Regions from separate parts of the Mus musculus genome. Here region 2 is linked to region 1. Evidence: chromatin contacts called from public ChIA-PET data. All regions are on one chromosome and are shown on one strand. The core of a region is the stretch at or near the end of the contact, and the rest is flanking DNA. Distances in the headings are between cores, read along the strand shown. Region 1 overlaps Osbpl11 (oxysterol binding protein-like 11). Region 2 overlaps Zfp148 (zinc finger protein 148).

Region 1 (6,865 bases), core at 3,166-5,665:
AGCATTTATTTTAAATAATTTTTTGTGGTCCAGAAGATCAAACCCAGGACCTCATATACCCTAGGCAGACAGACACTCCACCGAAGCCCCATCGCTAGCCCCAGAAGTGCTTCTCAGGCTAGAACACAGTAAGTACAGAAAGAAACAAGACACAGCCCTCCTTTGGAGGAACATCTCTCCCCGATAAGCTGCAGACAAGGGACATACTATGGTCATACTATGACAAAATATGAACTCTAGGCTGGCATAATGCCAGGTAAGACGTGAATATGGGAGTTGCAGAGATGTCCCCGTGGTTAAGAACACACGCTGCTCTTGCAGATGACAGGAGTTTGGATCCTAACACCTAACTCCAGGGGATCCAACACCGTTTTGTGGTTTCTACAGTTACCTCCTTCCTATCTACCTACCAACCTACTCACCTCCCCACCCACCCACACAAAAGAATAATAAATCTTAAAAAAAAAATAAGCCTCAGTAATCAAAGAGATGAGTGTGATCTAAGATGTAACCAGTGAAATATACACTGGGAATAATGTCACACAGAAGGATGTTGTGACTGAACCTTTAGATAGGTCACAAGTGACTTGCCCTGTTTAAAAATGAAAAGACTGCAACTAGAGACACAGAAACTCAGGGAACTTGAGATTAAATGATGAAATACTGATATACCTTGGCAAAGAATTTGATGGAACACTGGTGGACTTTGGAAAAGAATTTAATGTTCTGATTCAATTATAGACTGGCTAGTTTAGGATGCACCAATTCAGATCCCAATTTAAGTGGTGTTAATAGATCTCTTCTTTAAAAGTTACAAAAAGGTTTGAATTTCTCAAAATTTATGCTTGGGTTTTTTCTGGAAGGTTTTTTAGCATTCTACAGAAAAGCCACATTCATAAAAGAACCTGGTGCAGAGTGTGAGCCAGTTCACGAGCCAGGAAGACGTTCACCGTCTCAAGTGACAGAGAAAGATCGCATCAAAGGAGTCAAAGAGAACGGAATCAGCCTTGTGTTGATAAAAAAATAAAAAGGTTAAAACTGCTTAAGAAGAAAGATAGAACACAGACTTTTTGACTAAAGTTTTTTATTGTTTTGAGACAGGGTTTCTCTACACAACCCTGGTTGTCCCACCTCTGCCTCCAGGACGCTTGGATTAAAGGCGTGTGCTACCATATTCAGCTTCCTCCTAAGCTTTTGAACCTGGAAAAATGTGTTTTCAGATTTTAATAAAAATTTAACTTGAATAATTCTGCAGCTCCTTGTTTCTTTGGCTTTGTTGTTGTTTTTTGTGACAGGGTTTCATATATCCCGGGCAAGCCCCAAACTCTCTATGTAGTCAAAGATGACTTTAAATTAGGATCTCCTTGTCTCTGTCTCCAGGTATACCACACAGCTGATTGTGGCTCTGAGGATCTCATGCAGCACCTCATGCATGCACAATAGGCAAGCATTCTACTGACTGAGCTCCAACCAGTGACATTTTTGTAATCTTAAACTCACATTTCATTAATTATTGGCGGAGTTGAGTTCAAAACGTTTTCATGTGTGTGCTAAACATTATAAACTGCCAATCACATCTTTGCTCATTTTTAAGTTATTTTTTTCAAAGATTTAAAGGGATCGTTTGAATTAACATAAAGCAGCTGTGGGGAGTCCACATTCCGACCAATCACCACTGGGCTCAGCTGCTGGGACAGCGATTCTGGGAGCGTGACTGAAACTCAGGGAGCTTAACTGCACTTATCCATATCCTACGCCCCCAATGTCTGGTGCTGGGCTTCAGGGAAGTGCTGAGACCACTCTCCAGGGGTGGAAAGACACAATCTAAGATGTTGGGATTCTCTGACTTCTAGGCCTCCTGTCACTGCTGGAGAGCTGCACAGAGAAGTTGGGAAATAAGCATGACAGTCCCTGGGCCCACAGTAAGACCTGGACTAGGACTCCCAAACTCCTGGGCATCTAGGCATCGCTGAGTCCCAAGGAGCTGGGAGCGGAGTTGGGGGCCTGCAGGCTGAGGATGGTGTCTAGGCCAGGTCTGGGGGGAATGGGAGCTCCAGTTTAGCTCATCAGTGATTGTCCTTAGCTTGGTGGAAGTTGTCTGGAGGCTGTCTGGAAGCGCAGAGGCCTTCCACAAGAAGCTTAGGTTGAGGCTCTACAGGCGGAGGCCTTATCTATGCACCCCCACAGCATTTCTTGATGAAACAGACAATCCATGTCTATCCATATTGCTTATTAACTCGTAGAAAATAGATATATACCAACTTCTCAGGGTGGACCAGAGATTAAATACCTTTCTGTTGAAAAGAATGTCTGGGAAGGGGAGATATTGGCTAAACCCTCAGACCTCTAGGTTACCTCATTAGCATGGACAACTCTGTTCTGGGCCTACATGACCTCAAGTTTCCTTATGTGGGAAGTGTAGCATGTGTTCCAGGCCAGGAGTCTGGCAGGGAGCAGGGAGCCGCCTGCCATCTCAGGTGTGTACCTGAGTTTCCGGGGACTCAGACCTACTCTACCGTACAGTTTCCTGGCAAGCTCCACTGTCCCACAAGCAGCCATTAATATGATCTTAAGTTTCTAAACCTGTTTTTATAAAATGTCTATATGAATCTTCCACTAAAAAAAAAAAAAGGGAGCCACCTTAGCCAACCAGAAGCCCACCCCTGCCCATGCTCATGATGCCCAGGCCAACCAGCAACACTAGGAAGAAACAATATGTGACCAAGAAGCTGTGGAGAGAGGTGGAACTGGAGTCATCAGGGTAGTGACAGGTGTGAGAGCTGAGGTCACCAGGGGAACATGTCACTGCCCAGTGGAGTCACAGGATGGTATGCAGTAGTAGCCTGCAGCTTACACAGTAGACTTAGCCCTCAGGTCCTCAACACGGAGTCTGACCTTGGGAGTGACAGCAATAATGTAGGCCCGGAATGAGGAACAGTTCACTTCATGTCCTGGATCTCTTCCCAGGACCAGTGTAGCCCATGGTGCCACTGAGGCCTGTGTGAGGGTCAGCAGCCCTGTGGCAGCCAGGGCCTGTCCAAGTTGATGTCTGTGGGCTGTGCTGTAGTTGAGGTGTCATTGAGTGGCTTGTACTGCCACTTGAAGCCATGGTGATGTCAGGTCCCATGCTGCCACCAAAGACCACCAATGATCTGTGGTCTTATTAAGGCCGGGGTCTGTGCTGATGTCTGTGGCCCCTTTTACCACTGAAGGCCAAGCAGCTATCTGTGGTCAGTGCTACAGCCTGAGACCATGCTGATGTGCACAGGTTGTATGTTGGTGTGAATTGTCTATACAGCCACTGGAGACCATGTTTGATGTCTGTGGTCAGGGCCTCTGAGGAACTTGTCTGAGTCCATGGTCCTATTGCAGGCAAGGGCCATGTTCATGGTCAGAGCTGTCACCAAAAACTATGTGGAAGTCCATGATTTGTGTTCCCGCTGACTGTAAAGAGCAAGGAGTCTACCTTGGCAGTGACACTGATAACTGCACACGCACAGTTGAGAAAAGAACACAGAAGAAGGCTTCCCTGACGACTCCTTCCCCTTCACCACCCCAACCCCCCAAAAAGTAACAGTCTAAACAGGAAGCCATCGAAGAGAAGTCTTACAAGTGTGATAAGGGCTCTTAAACTCTCACTTTTACTCTCATCTCTAGCCTTGCTTCTCTCTCTCCCTTCTCCCCTCTCCACGTGGCCATGGCAGGTTTCTCTGTCTTTCTATCTTCTCTCTTTCTCCCTGCCTTTCTACAATAAAGCTCTAAAACTGTTTTTTAAAAAAAGTGTGATAAGGACGATGACGTCAGCTCTCCACACCTGACGGCTCTGGTGGGGACTCGGGAAGCAAATGACTCAGTTCTATTTGAGAGGCAGGCCACTGAGAGTTTGACCATGTACCAGTGAGTATACAGGTAACACGAAATGGACTTGGTTGTTTTTTTTTTTTGGTTTGTCTGTTTTGGGTTTGCTTCGTTGTTTTGTTAGTGGTGCAATGAGAGAAGTGGGGACACTCCCTTGGAAGGACTAGGAAGCGAGTGTAATCGGGCATATGATGTGAAATTCCCAAAGAATCAATAGAAATATTATATTGAAGAAAAAAAAAATCATCCAAGCCAAGTGTGTTGGTTCTTTGGCCATAATCCTAGCATTTAGAAGGCCGAGGCAGATTCCAAATTTAAGGCCTGTCTAGGCAACTTACTGAGATAAAACTTCAAAATTAAAAATAGACAAAGGCTAAAGAGACAGCTCAGTGCAGAACTTCCTTAGCACATGCAAGGCCTGTGGTTCAAGGCCCCTGTAGCAGGAGGAAAAAGAAGTGTACAGACTAGAGAAAGATGGCCCACACAGTGAGGGAGGGAAAGCCAGCCAACTTCTTCAAAGGCACTAGACTCTTCATCTAGGTATGTCCTAGCAGGCTGGCCTGCGCGATACACTAGACAGGTCTGAGTCAGGGCTGAGTCCACTGGAGGTTAACATTCTGCACAACACTCACCATTCTTGTTAAAGGGAGATACGGCAAGGTGCTGTGGGTTTGGTTTGTTTGCCTTTACAACTGCAGAGTGAAAGACCGCTAGTTTGAAGAAGTAACTATGTCATGCTTCAGGGGCATCCACTCCTTAAACCTCACCACACACAACGGTATTCTAACTCAGAAACAAACAAACACTAGTGATGGCTCTAACAGGAAGACAGCTGCGTGCTCCTCTGCTCCGACCTTCCAGAGGCTTCCAGAAGCCATGCATAGATCCTGAGATGCCTTCAAGGTCTAGAGTCCAAACTGAAAGCAAGTGGGGTCAGGAAACTATTCCGGAGCCAGCCATTCTTTCGGGGGTAGGGTGGAGGCGAAAGAGCACAGACAGGGCCACTCCTCACTGGCCTCCGACTCCCTCCGTAGCTGTGGACAGTTCTAAACACCTGATCCTCCACCTCAGTCCTGGGTGCTGCAATTAGACATATAGCACCATGCCCAGCTCAAGTTATTAACTGTTTCGTGTAAACTGTTTGCAGGCTAGGCTAGAGACAACCTCGGGTATCATTTCTCAAGAATGCTATCCACCTTATTTTTGAGACAGGATCTCAAAATGGCCTGGAACTCTCCATTTTAGATGGCTGCCCAGTGATGGTATTACAAGTGTGAGCCACCATGCCTGGCTTTTAAACATAGGCTTAGAGGATCAAACTTGGGTCCTCAAGCCTATGTGGCTGGCAAGTGATTTGCCAACTGAGCCATCTTTTTTGTATTACATCCATTCATGTATGTGGTGTATGCACGACTGTGCCATGGTGCATTTGTAGAGGTCAGAAGACAGCTTGCAGGAGTCTTTTCCTCCCTCCATGTGGGTGCCCCTGAGCCTTCCTGCTGGCCTGTCAACTGAGCTATCTTAGCAGTCATCAAGCAATACTTTCTAGAGCACACTCATGCTAGGTAGGTATTTCCAGCCTGCTCAAAGCTGCTTTTGGTCAAAATAGAAATGACTTAGAGGGAAGGACACTGCCTTGAATAGATGGCAAAGGCCGAATGCTTTTGTCCCTTGAGAATCTTTTTGCAATGCACAGAAGAGGTAGCTTGGCAAGCCACAGAGCTCCCTAAGCCTCTGGCTTCTCAACAGCGTCTTAATCCCTCCATTCCCATCTCATCCTTCAACCTCTCCATCCCACACTCAAGAGCTAATCTGTTTATGCAGTGCTTCACGACCTCCAACACAGCGGTCAGAAATGCAATGTGAAGGCGTTTTTGTTCTTTTTAAGAAATGAGCCGGGCGTGGTGGCGCACGCCTTTAATCCCAGCACTCGGGAGGCAGAGGCAGGCGGATTTCTGAGTTCGAGGCCAGCCTGGTCTACAGAGTGAGTTCCAGGACAGCCAGGGCTACAGAAAAACCCTGTCTCAAAAAACCAAAAAAAAAAGAAAAAGAATAAAAAAAAAAAAAAAAGAAATGGTTTTGTCCTTATTTGTATGATTTGTGTGTATGTCTGGTGGGAGGGTGGGAATGTATGCGCCATGGCTTCTTTTTAAAAACTCCTATTTTCCATGGGCATTTCTGTTATTCTTTACAGTGTATGAAAAACATTCTTTCAAAAAGAAAGAAATTCTTTCATGTATTATTTCTGGTTGTGTTGTTTTGAGGTAGGAAGAAAAACACAACTCGTGTTACCCCATCATGGTTGCAGAATCTCCAAACGCATGCGAATTATAAACAGCATAATACATGGTTCTGTGAAAATAATCTGTCTATAAAAATAGACTTTGGACTCAAAATTAGTTGTTTATGAATTTTAGTTTTATTACTTTAAAGAATAACTGAGGGCTGGGAGATGGTTCAGTGAGTGAGAGCATGTACTTCCAAGCACAAGGACCTGAGTCCAAGTCACTGTCACCCACATAAGTGTCTGGCATGGCTGTGTATGCCTGTACCCCAGCATTGAGAGGGGGAAAAATGAGGACCCTGAGAGGTAAGGGGGGTGCAGAGAAATAAGAACCCTGTGCACAAACTTTTGCTGGTTAGAATAAAAGGATAGAAATAGGCAAAAGTACACATGTCTATAGTCCTAGCGACCGACTCCAGATACTAAGGCCAGAAGAATTATTTGGGGTTTAAGAGCTTGGGCTCATCCTGGGCCACATGGAGAGAGTTCATCTATTTATTTAATTTAAAAAGTTATTTAATTCATTTTATTTAATTTTATTTTATTATTATTATTTTCTTTCTTTCTTTCTTTCTTTTTTTTTTGAGACAGGGTCTCTTTATGTAGCCTGGCTGTCCTGGAACTTACTACATAGACCAGGTTGGCCTCTGCCTCCCAAGTGTTGGTGTTAAAGATGTGTGCCACCATGCCTAGCAGCAGTTTATTTCTTTAAAACCAAAAATA
Region 2 (6,865 bases), core at 1,834-4,333, 200 kb before region 1:
CAAGCTCACTAATGCCACTAGTGAGCTCTGGATCTGACTAAGAGAACTTGCCTCAAACATTACGGTGGAAGAATAATCAGAAAAATCCCAGATATTAACCTTGAGTCTAAGCCCACAAATGTGCCCACTAGCATGAAATATGCACATACACACACAGCATACACAAAAAGAAAAAAAATTACTTTAAAAAATGGATATAGACTTAAAAAAAAAAGGCACATATATTCAAAATAGAATTATTCATAATACCTAAGTCTAAACAACCCAAGTGCTGATCAGATAATAGACAAAATGTATGTTCATATAGGTTACTACTAACCCATTAAAAATGAATCAACTAATGACATTTCCTACATCATGTAAGAGCATAATAAACAGGGCACAGAAATCCATTCACTTTATGATTCCATTAAAATGTTCAAAACAACCAGGCAGTGGTGGCACGCCTTTAATCCCAGCACTAGAGAGGCAGAAGATCTCTTAGTTTGAGTGCAGCCTGGCCTACAGAGTGAGTTCCAGGACAGCCAGGACTACAGAGAGAGAGAGAGAGAGAGAGAGAGAAACAGACAGACAGACAGAATGTTCAAGGCAGACAAATCCCTAGAAGCAGAAAGAGTAACAGCAACTTCTAGATAGATAGATGGATGGATGGATGGATGGATGGATGGATGGATGGATAGATAGATAGATAGATAGATAGATAGATAGATAGATAGATAGATAATGTTCAAAACAAACTCCTAGAAGTAGATTTTAGATAGATAGATAGATAGATAGATAGATAGATAGATAGATAGATAGATAATGTTCAAAACAGACAAACTCCTAGAAGTAGATTTCCAGGCACTAAGAGGAAGCAGAAATAAGGGTGGTTTCTTTTTAAGATAGTGAAAATATTCTAAATATTTTATATGCTACATATTCTAAACTTGATTACAGTGATGGCCACATAGCTCTGTGTTATTCTAAAAACTTTATCACTCTGTTTATAGTATATGAATTAAATGGTATGTTAAAAATACTTCAAATATGTTTAAGGAAAACTCAATGGTTCTTAGAATGTGTTTCAAAAATGATAGATCTAAATAACCAGGAATCGCTAACATAATAGGCTAGGGCAGTGGTGATGCAGTCCATTAATTCCAGCCCACCCCCAGAGGCAAAGGCAGGCAGATCTACTGATTAAGTTCCTGGCCAGCCAGGGCCAAATATCAAAGTCCTGTCTCAAAAACAAACAAACAAACAACAACAACAAAACAAAAACAAAAAAGAAAGTCTACATAAAAAAGTAAATTCATCCCAAACTGAACCACAAACTTGGTAAAATTTCTATAAAGCTCCTGGTCACGGATTAAAAGTCTACATAATAAAGCAATCTATGCTAAACCGAGCTTAATGAATTCCTACCAAGCTCTTGTCGAGGTATTGTTCACACATATTATGAAATTCTAAACTTTATATGAAAAGGCAAAAGTGCCAGAGAAGCTGCAATAGTCTTGACCCAGAACAAAGTACCAGGAGCCCTGCCAGCCTTCAGGAGCACACCGTAAGCAAGGTCCTGAAGACAGAGGACACACAGATCACTGAGCAGATCAGAGCTCCAACATGAACACACACATTGCAACAGATTTTGACAAAGAAGCAAAAACAGTTCGACTGAGAAAGGATAACTGAGGAACTAAGGTGTTGTGACTAGACACCTAGAAGCCAAACAAAACCAACCTCTAAGCCATACAACCATGTCTCAAAGTCAGAAGGGATCATGAATTTAAATATGATACAAAGAACTTCTTGAGAACTGAAGCAAAGGACTACAGACCTTGGCACCAGAGGTGTGCTACCCTCCATGAATGAAAATAAATCAGATCTGATACCCAAATTAAAGACCTTGTCAAGATGACATTTCTAAGATCATTTTTAAAAGCAGTCTACTCTGCTTATAGACTTAAAGAAAGTATCCGTAAAGCTCATCTAACAAAAGTCTTAAATAGACAGGTGGTGACTTGCACCTTTAAGCCAGGCGTTCAGGTGAGTCTCTAAGAGTTCAAGGTCAGCTTGGTCTATAAGTTCCAGGGCTACATAGAGAAACCCAGTCTCCAAAAACAAAAACAAAACAAACAAAAGGTCTTAAGTAGAAACTATTCTATAAAGAATTCTCAAAACTCAATAGCAAATAAGCAAATTATCCTGATGCAACAAAAGATATCAAGCATTTCACACACACACACACAAAAAATCTGAAGAGAATAAAAACATAAAAAGATGATTAAAACCATTAGCCATCACAGCAAGTAACTAAATACACACTTAGCACACAACTCAGCAATTTTGCCATTGAACACCTATTTCAGAAAAGGGGGGAGCTTTTATTTACATAAAATCCTCATATTTTGGGGGCTGGGGAGATGGCTCAGCGGTTAAGAGCACTGACTGCTCTTCCAAAGGTCCTGAATTCAAATCCCAGCAACCACATGGTGGCTCACAACCATCCTTAACGAGATCTGACTCCCTCTTCTGATGTGTTTGAAGACAGCTACAGTGTACTTACATATAATAAATAAATCTTTTTTTAAGAAAATCCTCATATTGCCTGTACAAATTTGCACTAGCCCTTGGTTTACAATGGAAAACACTAAACATCCCTCAGGGCTCAGGGATGGCTCAGTAGATAAGGGCACTGGCTCTGTAAACACAAAGACCTGAGTTCAAATCTCCAGAGTTCACATAAAAAGCCAGGTGTTCTGTAATCCGGGCCCTGTGAGGGGTGAAGAAAGGACTGCAGGCCGCTAGCCTTGCTGCAGGTTCAGCAGGAGACCCTGTCTCACTGAAATGGGACAAAGAGCAACAAGAATGCTAGTCCTCCCTCTGGCCTCAGCACGGACACACACACACATACACCACAAACAAGCTCTCACTGGGGAAAGGTTACACCAAGTGTCTTTCTTTAACTTACACTACATACCAAGGAAATGGAACCCACAGAGCTAGGGGGGCAGGATGCCAGGAGTCAGGGAGCCACATTGTGAAGGGACAATCTTAGGGTGTGGCAAGAGGGGTGGCCTTTGTTGTGACTCAAGTTTTATATCTTCAATGTAGTGACTACATACCTTTCTACATGAGAAAAAACGGCACAAAATTATACATACACAAGCAGTGTAGGTCTAAAAAAATTTTAAACAAACAAATAAAACTACAAACTTAGTATTCTTATTAAGGGGAAAGTCCCACTGTCGATTTCTGGGTTTGGTAACTTACATCATGAAGGAAGCACAGCAGTCTTTCTGGTTTTGTTTTATTTTTGAGACAGAGTCTGATTTTGTAGCCCTACCTGGCCTGGATATTACTATATAAACGAGGCTGCCCTCAAAGTCAGAGAAATATGTTTGTTTTCCTGCCGGCTGGAATTACAGGTGTGAACCACCACACCCTGTTGCATAGCCACTTCCTATAATTTTTTCAAAATAAAGTTATCCTAAAAATAGCAAGAGTTGTGGGGCCAGCAGGTTTGGCAAGTAAAATGCACTTGCTGCCAACCCTAGGGGCCTGAGACTTTGCTCCTCGGAACCCACATGGTAGGTAGAGGGCAAGATTGAACTCCTACAAGCTGTCATTTGACCTCAACAGGTAAGCCAGGGCAATGGGTGCATGCACGCATGGACATAGACAGACAGATATACACACACATACATTCTCTCCCTCTACCCTCTTCTCTTTCAAGTAAATAAACAAAATACTGAGAGGAAAGGTAGGAGATGAGTCAGCAGTTAAGTGTTTGCTACAAAGCCCACGAGAGCTGGAGTTCAGATCCCAGCATCTATGTAATAACACAAATGCCTGCCAACTCCAGCTCTAAAGGGTCTGACACAGTCTTCCAGCCTCTGCTCACACACAAGCATGTGCACATACTCCCAAGATGCACATATGCACACAAGTAAAGAAAATCTTAAAGAAATACATAAGGAAGAGGCAGGAAACAGAATAGGTGGAAGTCTAGATGAAACAAGAATGGCCAACAACTGCTAATTGTAGAGTTTCTAAGACTTTGCTTTCTTTCCTCTATTTAAATTTGTCTACAACATTAATAAAAATGTAAGAAAGCCATTTCATCTATAAACCAAAGTATTAACAAGAGTTTCTCTTGTTTTTCTTTGCTAACATGCATTTCAATTCTGAAAAATCAACGTGATTCTATAGAATGATTTCTGGGCTCAGTGGGTAAAGGCATTTCCTGTAAACCCCAACAGCCTAAACTCAACCCCTTCTAACCAGGCAGGAGAGGACTGACTCCACAAAGCTGTCCTCAGACCCCACACACACATCATGTACATTTACACAATAATTAAACTTTAAAAATAAAGAAATACAAAATGATTTTCAGCAGGCTTAGCTAATAACTTGTATTTTGCCCTTTTACTCTCTGTGCGTGCGTGTAAGTGTGTTTGGTTTGGTTTGGTTTGGTTTGGTTTGGTTTGATTTGGTTTGGTTTGGTTTGGTTTGATTTGGTTTGATTTGGTTGAGAGTATTTTTAAACAGCATCACCATGGAGAGGATTTAACATAAAGAGAAGCCTATTGATACTTCTTCCTCTAACAATACACTGCTTACATAATATGAAAACAATTCACTAAATATACAATTTATGAGCCAGACATTGGTGGCACATACCTTTTAATCCACCCTTGGGAGGTAGAGGCAAGAGGATCTCTCTGAGTTCAAGGCCAATCTGGTCTACTGAGTTAGTTCCAGGACAGTCAAGGCTACACAAAGAAACCCCTGTCTTAAAAATTAAAAATTAAAATAATAATAATATATTAAATATTTAATATGTGTAATATATTAAACCATATAATACCTTTATTACATATAATATACATATTACATGAGGCATAACATATTATGTATATATAATACAATGTATACTACATATATAACATACAAGATATATAACATATATTATATATGAATATAATATGTATACATCCAATTTATGTTACATCCAACTCCACTCCTAAAATTCCAAAATAATTTTTCCAATAAAGTAAGCAAATTAAAATATAGCTAGGCAGTGGTGACACAGGTCTTAAACCCCAGCACTAAGGAGGCAGAGTTGAGATCAGCCTGGTCTACACAGCAAGTTCCAGAACAGCCAAGGCTACAGAGAAACCCAATCTCCAAAACAAAACAAAAAGGCCACTAACCAAATAGTTTAAGAGCACATCAAGTTGTTGGAGAGAGAGTGGAGACATGGTTCCACAGGTAAGAACAGCTGCCGCTCTACCAGAAGACCCAGGTTCAATCCCCAACACCCACATGGCAGCTCGCAATCAGCTATAACTCCAGTTCCAGAGGGTCTGACACCCTGGCCTCTGGTACACATTCATGCAGGCAAAACGCCCATACACATATAAAATTTAAACTTGGTATTGTTCAAAGCTGTGGGAGAGAGTCATAAACATTTCTATCTGTGCCTTGTTAAGCATCCCCCATAAGGAGGGCCAAAGGTTTTCCTGTTTTTCTTGTTTGGAGACAGTCTGGCTATCAAGCCTACACTTACCTAGAAGTGGTGATCCTCCTGCTCAAGCCCCCTGAGTTCTAGCACCACGGCCCTGTGTAATGGCCAGGCAGGAAGGTTTTTAACTGAGATTACTATTAACATAATTCCTTTTCTCCTTGGCATTTCTGAAAAGGCTAAGCTTTCAAGTTACTTGTAACCACTGAAAATATCCACATGAAAAACACATCCACCCAGTTAAATGCCAAGTATCTCCATCGATCTATTTAATCAAATTCAAATGCAGCACAAATCCCATAAAAGGAATCAACACTGAGGAATATTCAAGCCTTTGTTGTTTTTTCAAAGGCCAAAGAAATTCCATGCAAATAAATTACTCTTAAGTTTATACATTTCAACAATAAACTAAACATTGCCACATTCATTTTTCTTAGCTTTTTAATGCTTACTATAAAACCAATTCGGCCATATTTCCCTCCAAACAAATAAATAGCCAGTTTCATTAGTCTATTCTTGGATAGGTCAGCAGACTGGGAAGAAGAGACCCGGTCTATTCCCAGCTGTGAACACACTGGTAATCTCAAACACTATGCACTCACTCACGGGGAGGTTCTACACTCATACCATGCTGATAATGCTATCCAGAAATTCAGAAAAACTGAGGTCTGCCTCGGACACCCAAAAGGCAATTGCTAACATATTTTTAGATTTATGAGTTCTAAAATCCTGTATAACTTATTTAAAATAACATTTAACACACTTGAAATTTCAAATCTATGTAGTGCTTTTACCATTGTTCACCACAAATTAGTAAGTCTTTTTAAAATCATGCCTAATTTTTTTAAGTTTTAAATGAGAAACTGAACAAGGCATAATCATTACATAAAAGACAAACAAACGCAGGAGTGGAGGGCTTCCAATATGTATTCCCTAACTTTAATTTTGAGTCTATTATATATGCAGCCATTCTCTGTCACTGTAAAAAAGTACTTTGCTGTGTGGAGAACAAAGTTTGCTTCACAGTCTACCCCTGGAAAGCCCTCGGGAGAGTTCTCACCACTAACCTCGCAGGTTTTACCAGCACAACCAACATAAGGACTGTGGCACACTCTCTGCATAAGTCTACGTTTTAAACAAAGTTGTCTTGTAGACCAAGTTCTAGCCTGACCTTCTCACGAACCATAAAGCTGTAAGCACAGGGCAGCGAACAGGAGGAGTAGCAGCCCCTGGCCCCCAGCGGCCCCACTGGAACAGACACTGTACCGGGGCACCCTGGCAGTCTGGGCCAGCGCGCACCGCCGATCCGGAAGCAGCAGCGAGGCCTCGGGCGCACGCGCTGCACACAAAAGGCTC

The links. ChIA-PET counts read pairs in DNA pulled down with a chosen protein or histone mark.
Region 2: an RNA polymerase II ChIA-PET map of memory CD8 T cells shows a contact between it and region 1, with 6 read pairs. The contact joins two enhancer-like sites. A contact is called at or near these places in 1 of 115 datasets of contacts at active chromatin or transcription factors (memory CD8 T cells) and 2 of 9 other capture datasets (adipose tissue and pancreatic islet).

What each region holds. Positions count from the first base shown.
Region 1 is chr16:33,197,556-33,204,420 of GRCm38.p6, reverse strand. All of the region lies in intron 2 of Osbpl11 (oxysterol binding protein-like 11), which reads right to left. Among named protein-coding and RNA genes, the nearest start is that of Osbpl11, 16 kb to the right of the region's middle. Within about 2 kb of position 4,415, at least 20 of the 459 cell types and tissues checked have an H3K27ac peak or open chromatin away from gene starts, as enhancers often do. A contact at or near this core is called in memory CD8 T cells, where this site is marked.
Region 2 is chr16:33,400,374-33,407,238 of GRCm38.p6, reverse strand. All of the region lies in intron 1 of Zfp148 (zinc finger protein 148), which reads right to left. Among named protein-coding and RNA genes, the nearest start is that of Zfp148, 23 kb to the right of the region's middle. Within about 2 kb of position 3,083, at least 21 of the 459 cell types and tissues checked have an H3K27ac peak or open chromatin away from gene starts, as enhancers often do. A contact at or near this core is called in memory CD8 T cells, where this site is marked.